2 separate regions of the Mus musculus genome follow, and region 1 is linked to region 2. Evidence: chromatin contacts called from public Hi-C data. All regions are on one chromosome and are shown on one strand. Each heading gives the region's core, a stretch centred on a gene start, on an enhancer-like site or on the middle of the called end of the contact. The rest is flanking DNA. Distances are from core to core; before and after follow the strand shown.

Region 1 (5,746 bases), core at 1,725-4,224, 360 kb after region 2:
TTAAAGGTATGCGCCACCTCCGCCCGGTTCAGACACAGATCTTGAGAAAAGTTTTAATTTGGATGGATCTTATATCACTTTTTAGTAGAGAAAGTGCGGTAACTGACAGGAACTTTTTCTTTTATTTTGATATAATCTGACAAATCTTTCTTTGTTTTCAGAATTTTGAAATGGAAAGGTAGTTCAGCAGAGAATGCAAAAGAAAAACAACATGTTTTACTGAGAGAAAAATCTATACAAAAGTGACATTTTGAAAGAAGTAAGTTGTTATGTCATTAAAAGGTATTTCATGCTAAAGGAAAATCTCACATTTTGTCTTCACTCGGAGAGATTTTGCAGGTAAATTCTTGTTCTTTTCATGCTTCACTTCCCAGCATCTTGGGATTTGTTCTAGCATGTACTATAAATCATCAGAGGGAAAGACACATTTGTAAAGAACTGGAGCTTTCTTTTACTATTGAAGATTTGAGATTTGAGCCAGCTTTTGGGTAAAAAAATGCACGAGCCAGTCCAAACTGAGAAGATATCTCTTTTATTTCCTTAAGAAAAATTTCTCAGTTGCCAAATAGAAAAACCTAATTTATTAACACTCAAATAAATAACTCCCTCCCAGACACTGAATGACCCAAAACAAACAAGTTCATTTGTGTATTTAGTCATATGAACTTTTGAACACTGCCTCATCCATCGAATACTGTGCTGAATTTAAACAAAGAAAGATGGTGACCCCCCAAGGACTCCACTATTTATCATCTCCCAGGTTGCCATCACATTGTCCCCTTTGTGGTTCCTATCATGGCACTGTAAATGTGTGATGCATTTTGTTCCATTCTGTTCACAGTGTTCATCAGAAGACAGGATTGGGAGGGTTTCTGTACATTTTTCTCAGGATAATCTCTTATCCAGGGAAAGATGTGAGATGCTCGTTTTCTAATCCAAATCCATGGCAGTTACTATTAGAGGGTTGATACCTGATCAAGATACTTTCAACTCTATATGTTGTACTCTTGTTTTCCCTTTTGGGCATGCCTATAACCATTACTTTACTCTATGATCAACTAACTCAGAGGTTCTCTGCCTGTGGATCAGGATCCCTTTAGAGATTGGACAGTTCTTTCTTAGGGGTGTTCTACAGACCATTGGAAAACATGGGTATTTACATTAGGATTCATATGAGTAGCACAATTATAGTTGTGAAAGTAGCTATGAAAATAATTTTATGGTTGGTGGTCACTAAAGCATGAAGAACTGTATTAAAGGGGCATAGCCTTGGGAAGATTTAGAACCAGTTATCTAACAAGTCTGATGACCCTTCCCCTTCTTTCCAACACATACCATGTTTGATGTCCCAGTATGGCCCTTTCTATACCCTCTTCATCACTTTTGTATTAATCCATTTCTTATTACTGTAACAAAATATTTGAGACAAGGTACCTTTATAAAGAAAATAGATTTACCTACTCTATTAATTGGTTTTCTTATTTTCTGAGGGAAAGGAGTATAAGTCTTTCCTATCAAAGCTATGTCAGCAGGATGCAATGTCACATTTCACCTGGAATCAGGAAGCAGAGTGGGATGGATGCCAATTCTCAGTCTAATCTAGATAACCCCTCAGAGGGATGCTAATAAGTGACTTCTTTGGGAATTCTCAGTCATTCTGAGTTGACAATCAGTATTAGCCATCACGGTTGCCTCGCTTGTTGTTTTAGAGACAGCAAGCTCAGGAACAGCACTGGCTCTTAGAAGATCCTCATGGGGAGAGGATGGTGAGAGTCACATGCAGGAGAGACAAATGACATCTCAATATACAATCTCCTCTTAGGACATAGTCTCACTAACCTCAGAATCTCCCACCAGGATAATGGTCCATATGAACTCTATGTCACCAAACCAGGAGTCATGCTCTAGACATGAAATTTTAGGGAATGTGTTTAAATAATATCATCACAACTATGTGTGAGTCCCCCAATGTGTGTTATATACCTCTGTGGTGGCTAACATGTATCCCACAGTATTCCTATGAACTTCACGAGATCTCTCTCTCTCTCTCATCACTTCTGCTTCATCACCTGTGTCTACCATAGAGACAGATTCTGGATGTATCTGTGTATCAGGTGCTTAGGATATACCATTGAAAGAATAAGTAAGGTGACATTCGAAATCAACTCTGTATAGCTCAGACATGGATTTATCCACATCAGGAATGGATGCTGAGTTCCCTTGGCCAGTTTCTACACACAGATGTCTAAGCTCTTTTGTATTATATCCAGTAAAGCCATATTAAAATTAGTTGAATAGCACATCAAAATTACTTCTATCTTTACCTTTGTAGTAGGTATAGTACATTGGTCCTCAGTAAGACCTTACTGATGGAAGAAAAGCTAATCTTGAAATAGGGTCAGTTCCAGAAGATACTCTATCCCACTAAGGTTGTAATTCTTTGACAGATCAGTCCTTTGGTAACTACTGATAGTCGTCATGTGGAAAGGCTAGTTCCCTGTAAGTTTCCTATCTCCCCCTTTGTTCTCAGCTCATCAAAGTCATGAAGATTTTTTATTTTTCTATTTTTTTTTTTATTTCAAGTTCTCAGTGAGGTGGACTGTGCTGTCTGGGTCAGGCACCATGTTTTGTTTTTTTGTTTTTTTGTTTTTTTTTTATTATGTACAACTCTGAAAGTGTACAGAAATTCAGAGCTTTCCAGTTGAGAAATGAACACTTTCCACATCCAAAAGGGAGCCACAGACATTCCTCATTTCACTTATAAAACACAGCACCCATGGCTGACCACAAAGCAGAAGATTTAGCACCCGTCTCTTCTGGGCCTTTGAGACTTTTTTCCCCTCTCCTCCAGTCCCTTTTTGTGCCTCATGGTTTTGTGTTAACCTCAGAGCTGCAGACATGTCATTGAGAATAGATTTATATATATGGGCTAAGAGCAAGAATGTTGAAATCATTTCTTTCTCAAGCCTCAGAGATAGATGACAGGTCAAGACACTTTACCTCATAGCCAAACATACTGAGGCACCGAGCAACATACCAGTGATTTGAATTGTGTGTGCCAAAAGTGCTTGTTCAGCACTAATGAGAAATAGGAGAACAGGATCAGTTTAATCTCATATTATTAAATTAAAAGAGAGAACAATGCCAAGGTTATGACATGAATTGACATGACAAAAAACAATCAGAGTTTTTCTGGTGTCTAACCCACTGTTTTCAGGCTTTGTGGAATGAGTTGTGAATGAAGTATTTGCCTTTAGCTTGGAATTTCCTGGCATTCTTCAGCTTGTGACACAGACTTGATGTGATTAAACAAAAGCTTTTCCCAAAATTTAAGGTTTTTTTTTTCTTTCTTTCTTTCTTTCTTTCTTTCTTTCTTTCTTGTTTAAAGCTGAACCTAATACTCTGTAACTCATTTTTAAATGAGAGCAGATGCTTGAGCTCCAGGAGCTGACGGCCAGATTTTGAGAAATAAATGAAGGGTAGGGTGTTCTGGTAGAGGGAAAGAGAACAGCCATCTATGCTTGTCCTTTAGCACTAACCCTGTCTCTCCCCCAAACTCCCCCAGGGTTTGGCAGCAGCAGAGCCCTCATCTTCCACAGAATAAAGCTGAGAGGAGGGTGGTTTCCCTTGGGATGCATTTTGCTTGGATCACCAGAACCATTTCCAGAGGAAGCACAGCCTAAGATCCAAGCTCACTCAGTCAGCCACAGCAAACACTTGTCCAACAAAACAGAGTGTGCTTGTGTAACAGGTTAATGGTGAACATGACAGCCATCATGGCTGCTCTCTCTGTTTCTTTCTGATTTTGACCTCCTGTGATGCTGAAAGGAAGCATCTTTTAGAAGGAGCCATCCAGAGTTAGGGCACAGTGGGGATGTTGAAAGTAGGACTAAGCTTTTCCAAAAACCAACAAACTTTCTATCAATAAAATCCACAATTTCTCTGCACATATGTAGGAGAGGACTGACTGCCTTATTTGACACCAGTGTGAGGGGATGTGCCCAATTCTGTAGAAACTCAATGACCCAGAGAGGGAGGATGGAGGGCACCCTTTCAGAGGCAAAGGGGGTGGGAGATGGGGTGAAGAACTCTGGAAGGGGAATCCAAGAAGGGGAAACATTTGAGATGCAAATAAAAATAATAATTAACAAACCTGTAATTTCTTGTGCACATATTTTTTTTGTTGAAATTTATACTAATTTATCTATCTGATGAGGATCATTGGACCTATTATTTGAAAGCAAATACTGTTCACACCTTGGCATATGCTTAAATAGTATGTGTGTATGTGTATGCATACACACACACATATATATGTCTATATATGTACATATAGGCATGTATGTTCTGCTTATCATGTGAGAATTTTCTAAATTCTACCTTATTACTTCATCCATAAATTATTAACTTCTCATGTTTTAATAGCTCTAATTAATATATATTAAGGTACAATAAAAATGTATGTTATGAAAAGCACAAGAATTTATAGTCATTTCCAGCCAATAAACTCAGTTTGTAATGGTTCAATACTTGCTTTTGTGAATACTTAATGAGCAATCCTTTCAATAAAGAATTTATGTATGAAATGTTATATTTCTAATTTGTGCTTTGAACACCTACACAGCATGGGTCATCTTTCTTTGACACTCAAAGTTCAAAGCAACTAGTATTAACATGGTGTTGAAAGCTGCTACAACTGATTTAAGTTTTAGTATGTCATCTTGAAGAGCATTTGAGGCCACCTAAAATAGAAAACATGAAACTCAATGGAGTTCTGTCCAGAAACACTACTACAGATAGTTTTTAACTTCACTAAATATTGGTGGATTTAAGGGATTACCCAATGAAGAATAATTTCAATTGCCTTCTGTAATATTTTTTTTTTAAAAAATGATAGATGTGGGAATTATAGATTCTGCCCCAAAAGATGTTAAGTGCAAGGGCAGAGTGTTTCTCAGAAGAGCAGGGTAACTTAGCCATGAGCTATCAGAGATCACAGGTAACCTGAGTCTCTGTGAGTCACTTCCCCTTAACTTGCCCCTGAAGTGTTTTTCTGGGGTTCCATTAAAGCAACCACCAAAAACATCGTCTATTATCCATTCAGCTATAGCCATGTCTGTCTCTCCAATGCTCTGCTGACTGCACAAGGGAACATTGCTGTGTTTCTGTTGCTGTACCTTACCCTGGCAGGCTCCATTTTATTTTTATAATTTACGTATTTTATGCTAGTGTGTGTGAGTGCGCGCGCGTGCATGCAGGAGCTCTGGGAGGTCAGGAAAGAGCATTGGGTTCCCTGGAACTGGAGTTTACAGGTGGTTGTGAGCCATAATGTGGGTGCTGGGAACCAAAGGTGGTCTTTTAAAAAGTGGTAAGTGTTCTTAGCCACTGAGCCACCTCTCTAACCTGAAGAGACTCCATTTTAGAAGCAGTTTTAACTCCATTTTGAGAATGGAAGATGCCTGGGCCCACAGATGCTATAATGAACACCACTGTTTGTTAGACATCAACCAAGTAGCTCTAACTGATAAATGTTTTTTTTTTTTCTTCTTGATAGCAGAAAAAGTATAAATGTATGGAGTAAATTGAGACTGTAGGAATGTATCGGTATATCAAAATCATATCAAAGAAACGAAGCCAGACATCAGTGGGTAAAAATGGTGTAAAGTCATTGCATAATTCTTGCAACACAATGGTCATTTAGCACTGAAATAGCAATAGACCTACACCAATATGTCATCTTGCAGCT
Region 2 (5,314 bases), core at 373-2,872:
CTCTGGGTTCATTTCTAGAATAGTATAAAAGTGAGCGTGGTGGTGCACAACCGTGATTCAGCACTCTGAAGGTGGTAGCTGGAGGAGGGTCAAAAGTTCAAGGTCATCCTTCACTAGTTCAGGGTCATCCTTCTATAGTTCAAGGTCATCCTTGTCTCAAAGGCAAACACAGATGTACAGGAGCAGGTGTTCTGAATGAAAAGAAATGCAGTTTTCAATGAGCATGCTTTCTGATCTGCATGGATGGCCACAAATCCTGACGTTTCAATTCTAATACTGTATTTTTGTTTACAGTTACATCCTACAGATGAAGCCAAGTGGGATATCTATGAGAAGACTGGCTAGCACTAAGGAGGTCTGGACTCTTATTTCTTGTCTGTGACTGTCTCTACTCATCTGTCAGCCCTGGACTAATACTGTGAGTTGTGTTTCCTCCCACACTGAGTGAGCAAGTACTCAAAGCTTCTGAAGGCTTTGCAAGCATCTGATGATGTTAAAGGATTGGTGTCACGTGTCTGAGTCTGAACTAAGGCTGCTTCTGTCGTTGACTATGTGCAGATTGTGTATTCACACGCATTCCATTTAGACCACGTGCTATGAGCTCATGTACTAAGCTTTTATAGTAACATTTAAGTGTTTATATATTGCTTTTCATCTTCAAAGCACTTAACATACTTACAAATCCTTCCAGCAACACTTTGAGGTAGCTATGTACTATTAAAACACACACACACACACAGAGAGAGAGAGAGAGAGAGAGAGAGAGAAAGGGGGCAGGGAGTGGGAGAGGGAGAGAGGGAGGGAGAGTTAGAGAGAGAGTTTAATTTATTTGAAGTAATTTACCTTTGGCTGAAGAAAAAAACATGCACTAACATTCAAGTAAAAAAAAAAAAAGCCACACTTTTTTCTTGCATGTATTTAGTGTTCGTGAGGATGTGTCTGAGCATGTGTGTATGTATGTAGGTGTGTGTGTGTGTGGGGATAACTTGCAGGAGTTAGTGGACATGTGCCTTTACTCTCTGAACATCTTGCCAGGTATAAGAATAAAGTACTTCAGTAAGAGGCAATACATTCAGGTCCATGTTAAATTGGATTCTATGTTACATTAGTAGTTATTGTCCACATTTTCCTTTTTTCCAAACAGTCTTCAGATTAAGCTCGGATGCTCTGTGTGAGGTCTCTCTCTAATCTTTCTAGAAGAAGACCTTTTCTGATGTCTACCTCAATGAAGAACAGAACCCCCAGAAAGTCCATACCTCAAGAGTGCTGCTGGAGATGGCAATATATCTCTTTTCCTGTTTATCTCTACTTAACCATAATTAGATGGATATCTATCTAGTGGGATACACTGAGTATGGTGGCTTATGCATGTAACTCTGACATGCTGGAGGTGGAGGCAGGAGGATGAGAAGTCTCAAGGTCATCCTTGGGTACTTAGTAAGTCTGAGGTTAACCTAGGATACAGGAGACTCTGTCTCCAAACAGAGGAACAAACAGTAAAGCCAACACTGTAAAGCTCGGTGTTGCCAAAAAGCAGCAAGCACATGCTGTGGTGTGTGCTTTTGGCTGCTGGCTCAGAGATTTGCAGTCTTACAATTTTTCTGTAACTCACCAGAGAGTAAAGCCTTTTTAGAATAATGTCAAACATATGTTGAACTGTGGTAACCTTTGCTGGCTAACGAAAAGTTACCTCTGAATGGGGTCTGTAATCAGAGTCCACATAATGAAGCTATTGCTCAGAAATGTTAAAGTTTAGTTAGAAAATTCCTAATGACACCAGGAGGGGAGGACAGGGGGAGAGGCCATGTCAGAGTGATGGCAGAGAGACAAGAATGAAAGAGAAGTAAAGGAATGAGCTCTCTGGAGGAGGTTGGTAACTGCAGAAGAATCTCTCTACGGAAGGATCCATCAAGCCTCGGCTTCCTGCAGAGGCACTCAGAAATCCAATGTTTAGTATGGAGAGAAAGCATCTAAAATACCGCTGTAAGAGGGGCAGTAGAGATGGATCAGCATGTAGGGAGATTGTTGTCTAAGCCTCATGACCTTAGCCTGATCTGTGAAACTCATATAAAGGTATAAAAAAGAGACTTCTGAAGGTTGTCTTCTTTTCAATGCTCTGCGGCACACACACACACACACACACACACACACACACACACACACACACCACAAACACACACACATCACAGATGCATATATATTCAATAATGAGACACAAAACGTTCTCTAGTTTAGGTGATTGTCTTCGTAATATTCTACCTGAAAATTTTGTTCTGATTAGAGTTTTTCCCTGCTATCTGCTCTACATATGTATTCACATTTCTATACAACCTGAACTGAATATATTACAATTAGAGAAGAATTTCAATGTCATGGGTATTTGTGAAATGCCCACTTTAGCTATAAAGCTATCAAGTATGTATATGTAACATTATATGTTTCAATTTAAAATTTAAAAAAGGACGGCCTGAAACCAAAGGACTGATGTTTAACAAAGGATTGGGGAAGCTGGGCTTTGCCTTACTGTTTCCAGCCTGTACGGTCTTCTCTTGGCTCCTGCTTTAGGTTTTCTGCCCTGGAACGTGTTAGAACTCTTCTACTCCTACTTGTGAAAACATGAATTTGCCTTGGAAAAGACTCTAGTGTTTTTGTATTCACTGGCTCACCAAATCTGACTTTTTGTAAGTACCAAATGGTTCAATGGGAGGAAAATGTGCTGTAGAAGAGGCAGAGAGTAACCGCCTGCTTGTGTCTGGTCCGATTCAGCCTCTCAGGGATGTAGATAAGGTCCCATTAGCTCTGTGCCTGGTGCTCATCTGAATCTCTGTAAGTTGACCACCTCCCTCCTTCCTTCCCTCCATCCCTTCCTTTCTTGGTGTTTTGAAACAAGGTCTCTAGTACCATAGGCTGCCCTTTAGCTTCCTGTAATACCTATGATGACCTTGACCTGCTAACTTCCCCGTTTCCACTTCCCAGTGCCAGGATTACAGGTCTGTACCACCACTCCCCAAATTTTCTCTTGATATCCAGCTGAGATGCAATTCTCATGCTAATTGTATACTGTTTGTGACTGCTGTGATAACATACCTGAATTATTTTAGGTCACTTTCAAAGGTTTCAGTCCATCATGGCTGTTCAGCTTATGGCCATTGCATACATTACGATAGCTAGCCTGTAAGCTTCCAGAGGTTGTCCTGTCTCCATCTCTCCCATCATTGGGATCATAGACACAGTGCTATGACTACTGTGTCTGGCTGTACGTGGGTATAAGGGATAAGAACCTAGTTCCTCATGCCTGCATGACAAGCTCTTTACCCACTGAGTCACCTGCCTAGCTTGAATTTTGTGTTTTTAGCACAAGATGCTGCTATGTGTCTAAGGTTGTACCTAGTAGTTATGATGTAAGCCAAACTAGCTTTGAACTCACTACAATCCTGTCTCAGCCTCTCCAGTTTCTGGGAGTACAGGTGTTCATCACCATAGCCAGCTTGAGAGTGATTTCTTGAAAACCCAATATTGATTTTTTTTTTCTCCCTAGAGAGGACTGATGTGAGATGCTGACAGGATTTGCCATCACTTTTAAAGGGCCACTTAGGGAAACCAAGTGTGAGAGTGTCCACATGTCCCAAAGATAAGACTCTCCTGTACAGATTTACTAGAATCCCCTATCTCACTGGAGATAACAGGTCTTTGGAAATGGCCAGACCAACAAGAGCAGAAGAGAAAGGGTAAACTTGCAATTCCCAACTCCTCCCATGCATTGACAGTGGAAGAAGTACTTGTGGGCATTGTGCTTGGTGCTCACCACCTGAGTGACAGGCACATGAGTGAGTCAGAGCCTGAAGCTGCCCTAGCATATGATCAGTTAAGAAAAATGTACGTTCTGTGTAGATGTATGTTTGATTATTTAAGGGGGCTCTGAAAATATTAGAAAATTGCTTTGCATGACAGAAGAATTCATACCTGGTTCTGGTTCTGCCATTCAGTTTGAGGGTGTGAGTTTGGGCAAACACTATTTTGTTTTTGTGTCTTAAACTTTGGTCTAGTAATGAGACTGTAAGATCACAATGGCTCATAGCAAACAATAAATAAGGTTCAGTTTTCATTTTCTGGTCTGAGAGGATGAACCTGTCTGTCTGTCTGTCTGTCTGTCTGTTGTGTCCTTCTTATTCCTTGAGGAAGAAGCTGCTGCTTCCTGAGCTTAAGGTAGAGTGAAAAGAAGGGAGAGGGCCAAGCATGTGGCTCTTACGAAAGCTCGGGAAGTGTAATGCCCCTTCTGTGCCAGCAGCCAAACAAAGCACACAGCTAAGCCCACTGTCAACAGGAGAGAGATGTCCTCTGGGAATAGGTCCTGCATGTTCCAGTGTAGTGGGAGACACTCACAGAGATCCTATCCTAGGAAGCAGGAATGGCCATTGTTTTATCATCACTTCCTAAATGGCCAACCCATACTCTGACCTTCAGGTATAAGGTGGGTCTTAGATCTGAACCAAACCAGCCTTACTCCTCAGAAGTTCTAGGATTTGGGGGAATGCTCACTTTGAATTGTAAGAAGAGAGAGCTATTATTACCTCTCGCCTGTACTTACCCAAAAGTAGCCCCACCCCTACCTCATCTGTGTGTGTGTGTGTGTGTGTGTGTGTGTGCGCGTGCGTGCGCGTGCCTGCCTGCCTGCCTGCCTGCCTGCCTGTCTGTCTGCCTATCTTTTAGGTTTACCTATATAGTCCAGGATGGTCTTAAACTCAAGAGCCTAGTACCTCAACCTCTTGATTCCTGGGATTATAGGCAGATGTCCTATGCACAGAAGTTTACTTTTGATCTCTATCCCTATAAGGGCTAAGATATAGTGAATTGCAAGTGTATCTGATCATAGTTAATGAAATCGTCTCATTTTACTTAGATGGTGAATGATGTAGTTGTTATTGTCCTTTTAGATTTTGAGACATAGTCTCATTCTGTATCTCAGGCTGGCCTGGAACTCAGTATGTGTCCTAGGTTGACTTCAAATTCATGACAATCTTCCTCCCTCAGCTTCTTGACTATTAGGATTACAAGCATGAGTCACCACATGTGGCTTTGTAGTTTGGACTAGAACCCAGGTTTGTTGGATTCTTCAGTACAAATGGTCTTAATGTGATGCCTAACATTATGTTTTAAGTTTAAATTACTCTGTTCTCCTAGGAGACATATAAAACAAAATTGCCTCTAACCTGTGAGCCCTACTTGCCCAAGGACAGATAACTTCCTGGAATTCAGGGGGCTGTTGTTCATGTAAGCCATTTGTTTTTTCTTCTGTAAACAAGCTTAGTTTCTC

What was found. A called contact is a pair of places that touch in the nucleus more often than the background predicts.
Region 1: a Hi-C map of uterus shows a contact between it and region 2, with 4 times the contacts expected there. The contact joins two enhancer-like sites. A contact is called at or near these places in 2 of 484 Hi-C or Micro-C datasets (the 3T3-L1 cell line and uterus).

The regions. Positions count from the first base shown.
Region 1 is chr10:37,600,142-37,605,887 of GRCm38.p6, forward strand. No RefSeq gene overlaps it. Among named protein-coding and RNA genes, the nearest start is that of Gm31330, 170 kb to the left of the region's middle. Within about 2 kb of position 2,975, at least 41 of the 459 cell types and tissues checked have an H3K27ac peak or open chromatin away from gene starts, as enhancers often do. A contact at or near this core is called in uterus, where this site is marked.
Region 2 is chr10:37,240,324-37,245,637 of GRCm38.p6, forward strand. No RefSeq gene overlaps it. Among named protein-coding and RNA genes, the nearest start is that of Gm26535, 77 kb to the right of the region's middle. Within about 2 kb of position 1,623, at least 47 of the 459 cell types and tissues checked have an H3K27ac peak or open chromatin away from gene starts, as enhancers often do. A contact at or near this core is called in uterus, where this site is marked.